2 separate regions of the Danio rerio genome follow, and region 2 is linked to region 1. The links are chromatin contacts, called in public Micro-C maps. All regions are on one chromosome and are shown on one strand. Each heading gives the region's core, a stretch centred on a gene start, on an enhancer-like site or on the middle of the called end of the contact. The rest is flanking DNA. Distances are from core to core; before and after follow the strand shown.

What was found. Hi-C and Micro-C count contacts between places; a contact is called where the count stands out from the background.
Region 2: a Micro-C map of caudal fin shows a contact between it and region 1, with 2.9 times the contacts expected there. The contact joins the promoter of zgc:175214 here to the promoter of msx1b in region 1. A contact is called at or near these places in 2 of 18 Hi-C or Micro-C datasets (caudal fin and an unstated tissue).

Annotation. Positions count from the first base shown.
Region 1 is chr1:52,663,444-52,670,212 of GRCz12tu, reverse strand. msx1b (muscle segment homeobox 1b) reads right to left here and starts at 4,414. Exons shown (of 2, transcript NM_131260.1): 1 at 3,991-4,414; 2 at 2,042-3,000. The coding sequence starts at 4,360. The coding sequence ends at 2,597. It also overlaps a transcript of gsk3bb not described here.
Region 2 is chr1:52,807,318-52,814,086 of GRCz12tu, reverse strand. zgc:175214 reads left to right here and starts at 2,681. Exons shown (of 6, transcript NM_001114727.2): 1 at 2,681-3,479. The coding sequence starts at 3,455. All of the region lies in intron 2 of LOC794408 (inositol 1,4,5-trisphosphate receptor-interacting protein), which reads right to left.

The sequences.
Region 1 (6,769 bases), core at 3,165-5,664:
TGCCTAACTTATAAAAGTTAGAACATGGATAACTTAGTTTAATATGCTCTCAGGACTAATTGATCATATATATTTTACAATGTACTTTTGTTGTTTTTCAAACTACTAAAATGTGAATTAACGTCACTGCTGAAATTTTAACTGTTATTTCACATAAAGATTAAGGTCACATAATGCAACTGGATTGCATGGAGAAAAAAAATAATAATTGAAAAAGAAAACTTGTAATTTACTAATTTATTAGAAGTATTACAAACCAACCCTGACCCACATCTAACTATAATAAAAAGTCAATAAATGTCATTTTGTTTGCTGACTAGCATTTTCAACATCATTGTCCCATTAACATGCAATTTGAAAGTGTCAATACATTGAAAATCATAATTCAATTTAATTAAGTAATACCACTTCATAAGTGAATATAGGCTATGTTAGGTTTAATTAAGTACAATTTAATACAATCGTACAATTCAAAGAGTTATTTTATGCCATTTGTATTCCGTTACTAAACTCAAGTAATCCGAAGAAATGCGTTAAAAAATTACTTTTTAAGAGTGTATTTTGTCGTCTGTGAAGTACTTCTTATGGCCTTCCAAACCCTTGTATTTATTTCTCAGTAACATTTGGATGTAAAGAATGGTAGTCAACAAATAGTTCGAGAATTAAAGTGACCAATAAAAATCCATATCGCCGTCCTTTAATAACCGCTCTTAATCCGCTTCATAATCTTTTCTAAAATCAGATGTCTGAACTTTGTGAACAAACGATTAAGAGATCATTTAAGATTTCATTTTGTGGCTAATGATGTGTAATAAAGACCATCTGAGAACCGAAAATTGACATCCAGCCTAAGGCACACGTTTTTTTGCTGCTTATCCTTGTCATTTAGGTGCTTTTATGCGACCCACTGACGGCTGCAGATGTTGAGAAGGGTCCCGGTGGCCAATGCTTGTGATGGAGGCATATTTTAGTGCGGTGAAACGGACTGCTTTGAAATAAATAATTAAATCTTCAGGATTTTTCCGTGTTTAATGCTTACAAATAAAGGTGTAGTTAACTATACACGTGTCACCTAAAAACTTGAGTTCAAATAAATAGTTAATTTTAAACTTTTATGCTTCCAAACAGATAGTGATAATTTGTTGAAGAGTTTATGATGGCGCCATCTATTGGACAATAAGCAAGTTTAACTACAGTTTTGTTCATTATTTTTCTCAGTTTAAAATAAAATGTTATTCAATAAAAGATATAATAGAGCATTAACAGCTGTGTTGCAGTGTGAACACGCAAATATGACTATTGTTATTATAAGTAATTTCCTCTGTAATTTTGCAGTAAAGGATCAAACAAATTAAGCAAACATGGGTTGTCAACTTGTGTTCAACTAGCTAATGAGAACAACTAATTGCCAACAACAACTAACAAAACTATAGATCACTCATTTGTCTCTTTGACAAAACAGAACTATTATAATTTGTTATAAATTTATAGGCTGTAAATTACATTGTAAATTGTATTGGTTTTAATGTAGCTAAATTATAATGTTCATTTGGGGCTTTGGGTATTTTTTCCGTCTCTCATGGCGTTTAAACCAATAAATGGAATAGTATGTTCAAAGACACCAAACCATTAAAATGCATTTTTTTGCACACTTAGAATTTGTTGATTTATAATATTTAATGTTATTTCTGTGATTTTTCTTTATTGTTTTTTTTCTCAGCAGAAGTTCGTTTTAAATTTCAGTACTTATGGCCGCGTATATTTTTGGTGGTTTATAAACCCCAAAAAGTTGAATAATGACTATTTATTTATCATAAAATTAATCTCATTGTAAAGTTTGAAAATGCACATTAAATTTACGATATGGAGACGGAGTTTTGACGATGTAAACAAACACCGTCAAATTACAGAATCAAGAAAAATGTTGCATCACACTAAAAAGAAAATAATTTTTTTTTGAGTGTGATGAAACATTTTTCTTGATTATTATTTTTTTTCACTGATGTTCCCATTCTAAAAAAAAAATATTAAAATGTTTTTTTCACAGAAAACATTGTTTAATTTCTGCCAAAACAAATAAATTGTTGTCAGATAATATGACAAAATAAACAAAAGGGAAAAGGTTAAACTTAAGAAAGAATATTTTATTTTTATTTTAGACTAATAAATATTTGGTCTTTCAAGGCACTTCCAACATAAGGCCAATAAGTACTTATCTGACGGATAACCTCCGTGTCAGATGATCGTAAAAGAGTTAAACATCTATACCTGCTCTACAAGAGCACGTCAGTATACAACACAAAGAATAAAACTCGACACAAATTCAGAAGCTCGCTTCCAGGATTTCTTATGGGTTTGTGGAACTGGGTAGGTCTAAATGTGACATTACCGAATCAATCCATGACGATTCTAGCCAACACTTATTATTTACTACTGTCTGTAATTAAAAGCGGTTCCTCAGAATAATAACAAAAGTACATGTTGTTCGTTAGTATTATTCAGCACTTAATAGTGCAATTATAGCTCATATATATAACTTTCCCTGTGACTTATGTAAACGTCTCTCAAATAATTTCAGAGTGGAATAAAAAAGTTTTTAAGACAAATAATACATCCCATAGGACACGGGTCCGTTAAATAGTCCTGGCATCGGGACGGGTCGTGGGAACGAGGCAGGAGGTCCGTATAGAGATGATGGAGATCCCAGAGGGAACGGCAGCGCGAACGGGGCCAGAAGCGGTTTGGACGCGCATTTGAACTTTTCCAGCTCGGCCTCCTGGAGTCTCTTGGCTTTCGCCCTCCTGTTCTGGAACCAGATCTTGACCTGAGTCTCGGTGAGGTTGAGGGAGTTGGAGAACTCGGCCCGTTCGGCGATAGAGAGGTACTGTTTCTGTCTGAACTTGCGCTCGAGCGACAGCAGCTGGGAGGTGCTGAACGGTGTGCGCGGCTTCCTGTTCGTCTTGTGCTTGCGTAAGGTGCACGGCGTTGGGCTCGGGTGACCTGGACGAAACGACCAACAAACTGTTTTTAACTTAGAAATGAGAAAACCTCTCCAAATAACCAGCAGCCTACCTTCATTGTGCATTTTTAGAGTCTTTCTTGCTTAGTTTCGTTAGTTCTTTAAAAAATGAAAACTTGGGCATGCAACTTTTCTGGTTGTGTATAGGCCTATTATTATTATTATTATTATTATTATTATTATTATTATTATTATTGTTGTTGTTGTTTTTGTTACACGCTACAACAAATACATTTCTTTTGCATTAGAGTTTCTATTTTTGTCTTTCTTTTCAGACTTGGGTTTGCAACTGTTGTATAAGCTATTTATTATTTCTTTCTCATTGTGCATTTTACAATCCCATTTCTTTCTTTCTTTCTTTCTTTCTTTCTTTCTTTCTTTCTTTCTTTCTTTCAGAACTGAACAAAATGTTAGTTGCAACTTTTCCAATTAGCCCAACAAAACTATATTAAGAGTGAAATAAAATATTAAAATACTATTTAATTACTAGTTATTATTACAATTGTGTAAGATTTAATTAATAGTTGTTGTTTTCAGTAAATTCTATTTACTAGTGTAATCTCTTAAAATGCTATGCTGGTTAAATGTTTTAATTATTATTATTATTATTTATTTTAATTATCATCATAAAAACAAAAATCATCTGAGCAGTTTTACAAATTTTAACCTTCTTTAGTTGCTGTGCAAGCCTTTGTTCCTCCTCTTTACATTTAGCTAATAATAATTAATTCATCTAAAGTAAATTATAATAAATTATAATTTACTAAAATATTTTAAAACATTATTTTATAAAAAGTTTATAATAAATCTAAATGCTGTATCCACGTGTTTATCAACACATGAGACAAATTGTCAAAAGTATAAATATGCTTTTAGTCAGATTGTTAGCTATTAAAACAGTTTTTTTTTTTAAATATATATACTCATAATCAAAAACACCTTAATGAATGGTAGATATAAGCTATACTTACGAGGAGGAGATGTGAAAGATGAAGAGTTTGACCAAGTGCTCTGTTCCTTATCGCTTAGTTCTTCACTGTCGTCGTTTAGACTGTCCGAAACGCTCGACAAAGTGTCCACAGAAACTTTGGCTTTCTCTACAAAGTAAGTCCTTACTAAGTCCTGACCATGTCCCATTCTCTGATGCTGGAGAGCCGGAGAACACGCGACCTGCTGGCAGCTGGATTTGGCCATCAGGGATTCAACACTGAACGGGAGGTAAGTCTTCTTGGCTTTATGTCCTGTGTCAGCGGTCATATCTCTCGGCTTTTGACTTTCCTCGCTGTCCGACTCAGACTTTTCTTGAGATGTCGTTTCAACGGGTCCCTTAGGAGAATTCATCGTTAACCATCCGCCACGAGCTGCTGCATATACGGTCACGTCTCAACAACTTCTAACACACTCCGTCCCTATGCGCTGTTATAATAGTTCGCAAACTTTTCTCCACCAATCAGCGTGCGCGCTCGACCAGCTGTCCCACAAAAACCTCGTTTTGATTGGTGGAAAGGTCCCCCCTGAGGCGAGCTCGGACCAATCCAAAGCGAGCCCTTAGAAGTCATGTGGTCAAGTTGACACCAAGACATCAAGGGGATATTGAGAAAAATGAGTACTTAATCGCGGATGTCTTGCTGAGATGATGTATAGATGGCCTCGGGGCTCTTGACTCTTTGGAGCACAAAGTAGACCAATTTTAGCCCAATTAAACAGTGGGGAAGCTCTCGAAGTATCTGTATCCGACTGTCGAGAAGCCACTGAAAAGGCACAATGGAGAGGAATTACTCCAGACCAAAACTTTGGTCATATACGAATAAACAAGATAACCGGACAGACCTGTTCTATCTAAAAATATTGTATTTTTAATCATTATTATTATAAATATTATTATTAAATTAAAGATGATTATTATCTTTATAAAAAAGTATTCTCATGTAAAATAATTAGACTAATTACTACTCTCTCTCTCTCTCTCTCTCTCTCTCTCTCTCTCTCTCTCTCTCTCTCTCTCTCTCTCTATATATATATAGGGATATTTCACTTTGAAGACCAGAAAAAATGACTTTTCTTTGCCAGGAGCCTGATAAGGAAACTTTTAGATGGCATTTAGAGTTTTTTGCATCGACCCAAACTCTCATACACACACACTCACACACACACACAAACACGCACACGCACACGCACACACACACACACTATATATATATATATATATATATATATATATATATATATATATATATATATATATATATATATATATAAATGCTCAGCAAATATAAGTACACCCCTCACAAGTCTATCTTTTAAATTCCTATTTTTAATGTTACATGTTCATATTAGTCAATTAGTCAATACTGCAATACTGAAGCAAAATCTGGACCTTATCTAACAAACTAACTTATGATAAACTTATGTCCAAAAACTAGTACACCTAAATTTGTTTTACAAAAAATACACACAAATTGAAAAATAAGAAAAAAAAATTGTTTTTTGCAATATTTTGCTTGAATTTAATTATATTATCTTTCAATTTCTAAACATGTTTGGTGACTAAAATATTCTTTTAATAAATATATATGTTTAATGTGTTTTATTTAAATACACTAAAATATATTGCCTATATTCACTGCATGAGAAATGGATAAAATATCAAAATGGGGTCTACTCAGTTATGCTGAGCACTGTATATGGCCTTGCAGGGCTTATGTAGGCTAACTCGTTTATTCATTCATTTTCCTTCGGCTTCTTTATAACTCATAAAGCTATAACCGAATTGCCTTATTTGTAAAATATTAGGACTCAATGTTAGCCTAAAGAAAACTGTCAGGTAAAATAAATAAAGTCATTAACAGGTAGGCTAATAGCGAAATAATACACCTGTTTATGGTGAACATGCTCTCAACTAGACTTTTGAGGTAAGTCCAGCGACCAGAAAAGTGTAATTATAGGGCTCGTTAAAAATACAAAAAAAAAAAAAAAAAAAAAAAAAAAAGATATTTAATGTAGGGAAAAAAACAAACAACTCCTGCAAACAACAAACCTTATACTAATTTTCATAAAATCAATCTTTTTTTTCCTGCTAAAATAAAAAGCCTGTCTTTTGAAGAAGCATTTCTAAAGTATATGGAAACTTTTCATGGTTGCTTTATTGAGAAAAAGCTTTTGTGAAGGCAGAAATTGATTCGAAAGGGCTGTAAGTTACACAATACTTAGGCAATTTAAGGCATGTCACGGGCTTTTAAGGTTACAAAAGGCTCAGCTGAGAAGCGAGCTGAGTTTTCTTCTCTCTCATTTAGAGAGCCAGACGAGCTGCGTTTTGGAAGGCGCCAGAGACGGTGGGATCAAAAGAGAAGGTACCTCGAGGAGGAAAAGGCAACAGTTTAACTCCACTTAACCAATTGTCCTCAAAATATGTAGTCCTGAGCATAGCTGCAAGGCCAAACGGTGACGTCAAGAAAATGAACCAGTACTTTCCCAAACTCGAAAAAAAACACCGAGGCGCGGTGAACAAACTCTGCTCAGTGTTTATAATAGGTAAAAGCCTCTTATTTCCAAACAAAATACGACTCCAAGTTTAATCCAGTGAACTACAGGGTAGTATTTTCCAGTGTATGCTGTATGTAGCTAGTATTCACTCAAATAATCGCAAGAAATACACGCTTAATGCAACCGACGTTTTTCCCCGGCATTCTTGGCGCCATCTTGAACCGATTTGGCAGACGATCTCAGATCCTCTAATATTCTCTAACAGCC
Region 2 (6,769 bases), core at 1,432-3,931, 150 kb before region 1:
ATGTCTGATAATATTAAAAAGTCTTTTTTGTTTTAATTTTAGTTTGTTCGGCCAGAATAAAAAACCTTTTAAGGTCAATATTATTAGCCCCTTTAAGCTATATATTTTTTTCAATAGTCTACAGAACAAACCATCGGTACACAATAACTTGCCTAATTACCTTAACCTGCCTAGTTAACCCAGTTAAGCCTTTAAATGTCACTTTAAGCTGTACAAAAGTGTCTTGAAAAATATCTTGTCAAATATTATTTTCTGTCATCATGGCAAATAACAATGAAATCAGTGATTAGAAATGAGTTATTAAAACTATTATGTTTAGAAATGTGTTGAAAAGAATCTTCTCTCTGTTAAACAGAAATTGGGGAAAAGTTAACAAGTGGGCTAATAATCCTGATTTCAATTGTATGCCTATTACATATCCATAATACACTATGATATAGCCTGGTTTGGATCGTATTACTTTCTCACTACAATCGATTAGCTCCAGAATATGTTTTAATTGAGGCGAGACCACCTCATTCAGGCAATCTCGGACTGTTTTTTTTTTTTTTTTGGCGTGTATCCGAGTGCGATTGCTGGACTCACATATGCTAAATGAACTGCGCTAATTGTGGAAACATGCCCGGTTCAAGAAAAAAAGACTAGGTGTGAAAGCAACTCAATGCTTTGTTTATACTTCTGCATCAGGTGATCGGCGTGACCCATGGTGCATACCTTGTACGTTGTCGTGCATTTATACTTCTGCGCGCTGTTTGTGTTGCTCTGCAATAACACTTCCGAAATGCTAGCTGACAGTGAGGTCTTTATGTTCCTCTGTGTTGAGTTTCTGGTGTTTTGTTTTTTCTGAACGCTACCTTAATGTAGAAGTAGCTCAAACTTGCTCATTTTGAGGTGGGAACTGGCAGACGTGCAACAACTTTAATCATAATGTAAAAACAAAACAAAAACTTTCCATCTGGAGCTCCTTCATGGGACTCGACACTTGTAAACACTCACTCCAGCGGGTTCACACGGCTCTCGGTCCCACCCACACTCCTCAGCGCCACAAAGCCAACCAATCACAGTGCTTGCATTATGCGTCAGCAACGGCCACAGCAAGGGCCATGCGTCCATGCGCAGACTGCGCCGGAGCATACATGTGCGCTTGACGCAGAAGTATAAATCAGCCTTTAGTTGCAGCTCAAATTTAAGTCAGTTATTTGCCAAAGCAATGTTTACATGTTAAATGTTTATAATCTAACATTTATATTTAGTTTATTTCAGCATATTCTTGTTTTAACGTGATCAAAAACTATTTAGAATAGTCAAAATTAGCCTTGGGAACACACTACACTACACTACACTACACTACACTACACTACACTACACTACACTTCACTTCACTACACTACACTACACTACACTACACTACACTACACTACACTACACTTCACTTCACTACACTACACTACACTACACTACACTACACTACACTACACTTCACTACACTACACTACACTACACTACACTACACTACACTACACTAAACTACACTACACTTCACTACACTACACTACACTACACTAAACTACACTACACTACACTACACTACACTACACTACACTACACTACACTACACTTCACTACACTACACTTCACTACACTACACTACACTACACTAAACTACACTACACTACACTACACTACACTTCACTACACTACACTACACTACACTACACTACACTACACTACACTAAACTACACTACACTTCACTACACTACACTACACTACACTAAACTACACTACACTACACTACACTACACTACACTAAACTACACTACACTTCACTACACTACACTACACTACACTAAAAATGCTGGCTTCCACACTACTGATTTGTGTTGAGACAACATGACTGAATTCAGCTAACGTAGTTTTTACAAATGTAAGTGGATAGAACATAAAACAAGTTGTCTTAAAAAACTCAAGAATTGTGTTGTTTCAACTCATTTTAAATAAGTATGTCATTTTTTTGAGAGTAGAAGAAACAGTTTTAAGACAACGTATGCCAAACTAAGAATGAAATCTTTCTCCTGATCGCTTAGATAGCCAGCAAATAATCTGGTTAACATGAAAATGAACTCATGCACTCCACAGATAAGTCATCAAGATTGCTGAGAGCAACAAACAGAGACCCGGAGAGCACATGGTTGTTAGTGGAGCAGCAGCTGTTGTCTCTAGAGCTGGTGTTGGGGGTTGGTCGCTTGAGTCTCTTCTGCTTTTTTCCCCCTTTTTTTCTGTTGAAAAGCCACCAATTATAGTCTATGCTAGAACGTAAACATGCCAGTGTTTTAGTAGGTCAGACTGCAACATGATCTGATCACGCTGCATATATATATATTTATACACACTCATATAAACACACTGCACTCTGACCCATTTTTTTTCTCTCTCACTTCGTCTTGTTGTGTCTAACACCTTCAGCTTGTGTTTTGTGCATGCATGTGGCTTTACTTCCTCTAAAATCTTGCATGCAGAAGAAGAGGAAGCCATCCTGTGACTGCAGTCGCGATTGGAGGAGGGGATTCGCTCAGGAAGGGAGGGAGAGAGGGAGGGAGGGATTGGAGGAGAGAGTTGCGAGGCAAACCAGGATCACATGAGCACAGATCTGTTTACAAACTGAAACAGTGCGGCCAGGAAAGACGCAGGAGCCTTTTGCTGGAGAATAGATCACTGGCCGGCCTCATTATCACAACATCTTTTGACCTCAGATGGTGGCGCTTTGGCCTCAGATTGTTGATGAGTTAAGGGAACGATTGGGTTTTTTTTGTTGTCGATGGAAGGATTGAGAAAGCAGATGGTTTTAGGTGGAGAAAGAAAATACTCCCCCACACACACTCGATGGTGGTGAAAATATGATTCTCATCTGAAAGGGCCTGATAAAGAAGACAGATCGAGGGCCACGTCAAGGAAATAAGTCTGGAATAGCATATGAGGGACGACAAAGACAATAGATGGAGTGGAATTTTGTTGGACGGATGGATGTTTAGGACATCATCGAAGAATTCGTGAACTTTTTGTGTGTATGACAGCACAAAAACATCAAGTGCCACGTACGGAGTCGTTGTCAATGACGAGACGAATATCAAGGGCACATTATGCTGCCTTTGTCTTTGTAACAAAGCACCTTGTGCATATTCACATCGGCGGAGCCAAAGAGTGATTGAAATCTTTTGTTCTTCGATGCTGACATCATAAAAGTAGGATGAATGGAGGAATAATTGAACTATAATCAAGCCAAGCGCACCCTGTCATTTGAAGAGCTGCCTTTTAGAACCGTCTGACCTACGGGAAGAGCGCTGAGGCAAGAAAGTCGAGCTGGAATCAGGCTTTTAGGTTGAGTTTTCCAGCCCCCGCATTGCCTGTTCCAGACAAGCAGTGAGTTTGCAGCAGCAGTGCTTGGAGTCAGATTACATGCAACCATTCCAATGGTGTAACGGTGAGTGGCCTTTGAGAAAGAAGTCAAAGCTGAACTTGAGTTTGTTGGGTTTTTTCAGAATTAGTCACTGAAGTGGTGTTGCTGCTCGGGATGTTGAAACCAGTTTGAAGAAGTCAAAGGGAACTATGAGGTCAAAATGAGCTTGTCAAGATTGAGGAATTATTTGTGCTAAGCATGCTGTTGGGCTTTGCTCTACTGAAAACCGATATGTCTACAGATTTATTTTTAGATGAAAACATGGATGGCAAGTCAGTCTTTCAGTGACAGTAATGCTTACAGATATGGATTGCATTAGCATTGCAATCGAAATCGCTTAGATTTTGATTATCTTTGTGTCATACTTCCTGTTAACTTGTTACATTAACTAGATAAACTACTGTCAATGAGATAGTGGCCACACACACATATATGCGTGTGTGTGTGTGTATATTTATCTAAACTATATTAATATATTAACTATTATATATAACTATATTTATATAAACTATTTCATTTCATAGAGTTAAACTAGTTTATTTGGAGCCAGAATCGCGATGACATATAAAATATATATAGAATATATTTAAAAGTGATGTTGGAGCTAGTGAGACTTTAATGTTTTGGAATTAAATGTTTTTTGTTAGCAAGGTTACATTTATTTAATCAAAAGTACAGTAAGAAAAAAGCATGAACTGTTGTTAAAACGTAATATTTTTCTTTTTAAATACATTTTAAAATGAATTCCTTTGACGGTTGGTCACATTTTCTACTTCAGGTTCACATGATCCTTCATGATAAATCATTATAAAAACCTGAATTGTTGGGACTCGAGCAAACATTAACTTCAATGTTCAAAACAGTTATGCTGCTTAACATTTTTCTTCAAACAGTGATACATTTATTCCAGGATTCTCTGATGAATATAAAGATTACAAGTCTTTAAACCTTTTCCCAGTTTAAAAAAAAAATTCTACAATAATAATTAAAGCAGCACGGTGGCGCAGTGGGTAGCACAATCGCCTCACAGCAAGAAGGTCACTGGTTCGAGCCTCGGCTGGGTTAGTTAGCGTTTCTTTGTGGAGTTTGCATGTTTTCCCTGTGATTGTGTGAGTTTCCTCCGCGTGCTTCGGTTTCCCCCACAAGTCCAAAAACATGTGGTATAGGTGAATTGGGTAGGCTAAAAAGTTGGCAGTGTATGTGTTTGAATGTAAGAGTGTATGGGTATTTTCCAGTGATGAGTTGCAGCTGGTTGGGTATCCGCTGCGTAAAACATATGCTGGATAAGTTGGCGCTTGATTCTGCTGTGGCGACCCCAGATTAATAAAGGGACTAAGCCGAAAAGAAAATGAATGAATAATAATAATAATAACACAAAAACAATTGCCTGTGTTTATGGCAGACATTAAATCTCTCTTTACTTTGTTGCTAAAAGGGATACAGCGGCAGCCTGAAGTTAACGAGAATTATTTATATAATTTAAATGACAATTAAATTTATTTTATTATCGTCAACTCCCACACCAACCCTAAATCCAACCATCAGAGTAATGGAAAACAACTATATTTATACCAAGAATTATTCATAATATTTGTTAAATTGTATTTTACTAACATCTACCCCCACAACAAGCATCAGAGTAATGTAAAAAACAATATTTATACCAAGTATTATTTATAATATTTATTAAATTGTATTTTACTAACGCCTACCCCTCACCCCAACCCTAAACCTTGCCCTCACAGTAATATAAAAATATGAATTATCATTGTACAGCATCACAAAAATATTGATGTGAGTATTCGGAGCTGTATCTCATTCAGACTTTACCCTTTACCGTCCCCATCAGAATGTCCCTGTGGAAGCCCCTCTATACAAGCACCTTAGATGAACCACTTTGCACATTCAGACTTGGGGGGTGAGGGTCCTAATCTTTAACTCTTACACTGCCTGACTGGGGGAACGGAGATGAACTTCACATGGTGTGGAAACAGTAAATTGTGAATGCTGTCCTCTTATAACGCACATATGGCTTCTCGCAAAGGCCAGATGGTGGTTCGTTGGAGGCAATCCCACAGTTGTTCATATTTGTTTAATATGTCGCTAATTTCCCAGAATTCCCTAGAAAGTGGGAGTACTAGAGAACTGTTCTTCCTGCTTATGTGTGTGATTTAAGTGGCTAATTTAACTGTGTGTGTGTCCTGGTATTTACAACATTGTGGGGACCAATTGTCCCCTCAAGCATCCACCTTTGTTCCACGCCTCTTAGTGCTTTGCGTGAATTTTGTTAACTTCCATTAAACTATGTAAATTGTAAATAATAAAAGTCAATGTAATGACTTTGAGCAGAGCATGAATAACCCCAAAAACTTGAAACGGGTCTTTCTGCAGTAATATTACAAACATGTACAATATTACTTTGGGTTATACAAACATAATATAATCTAAAAAGTAATAAAAACTGTGAACTCAAAAGAGTTTTGTACAAAGATATGCTTGTGATACTAATGACCTATTAAAATACTGTGCATGATAACATTATTTCCCAGCGATGGGTTGCAGCTGGAAGGGCATCCGCTGCGTAAAACTTGTGCTGGATAAGTTGGCGGTTCATTCTGCTGTGGCGAAACCAGATTATTAAAGGGACTAAGCCGAAAAGAAAATGAATAACATTATATTTATGATTGATAAAAAATAAAGCTCAAAGCCAATCATGCCTCTCTGTTTTCACTATGTATATTGACTAATTGTATTATAGATTTATTATTTGGAGGAATTGGTTTCAGTTTCATTGAATGGAAGTTCCCCAAACCGAAAGTGCAACCCATCATTTAAAATACAGTAAACATGTAGAAAAAGGTGGATGGAATACCACTAACTTTTGATTTTTGATCTTGTGGGGTCTTGTTTTGGTGTCGATGAGAAAAAAAGCTCATAAATCTTACAGAATTAAGTTTTTTGTACATGTAAAAAAGCACACAGTGTTTTATGAAAGTTGAGATTGTGTTAAAAATTATGTTAAAAATGATTATGTCAATGAGAAGTTGGTCTTAATCATTAATTGCGTTTGCAATAATATTCAAAACATAAAAAGCAAGTCATTTAATCCGCAAAGCCTGTGACTACACTAGTCATGTGATTCAGAGGAAGCATCAGGTCACGGATATCCCTATTGTCAGACCTCACTGAGACACTCCATTTATTTAAATATCAGAGAGCTCCTATGAAAATGCAGGGTAGTAAAACCTCTTACCTTTTATTGCAGTGGACCTCAACCACTGGCCCTGTACCAGTTTGCGTATCAATTGGTACCG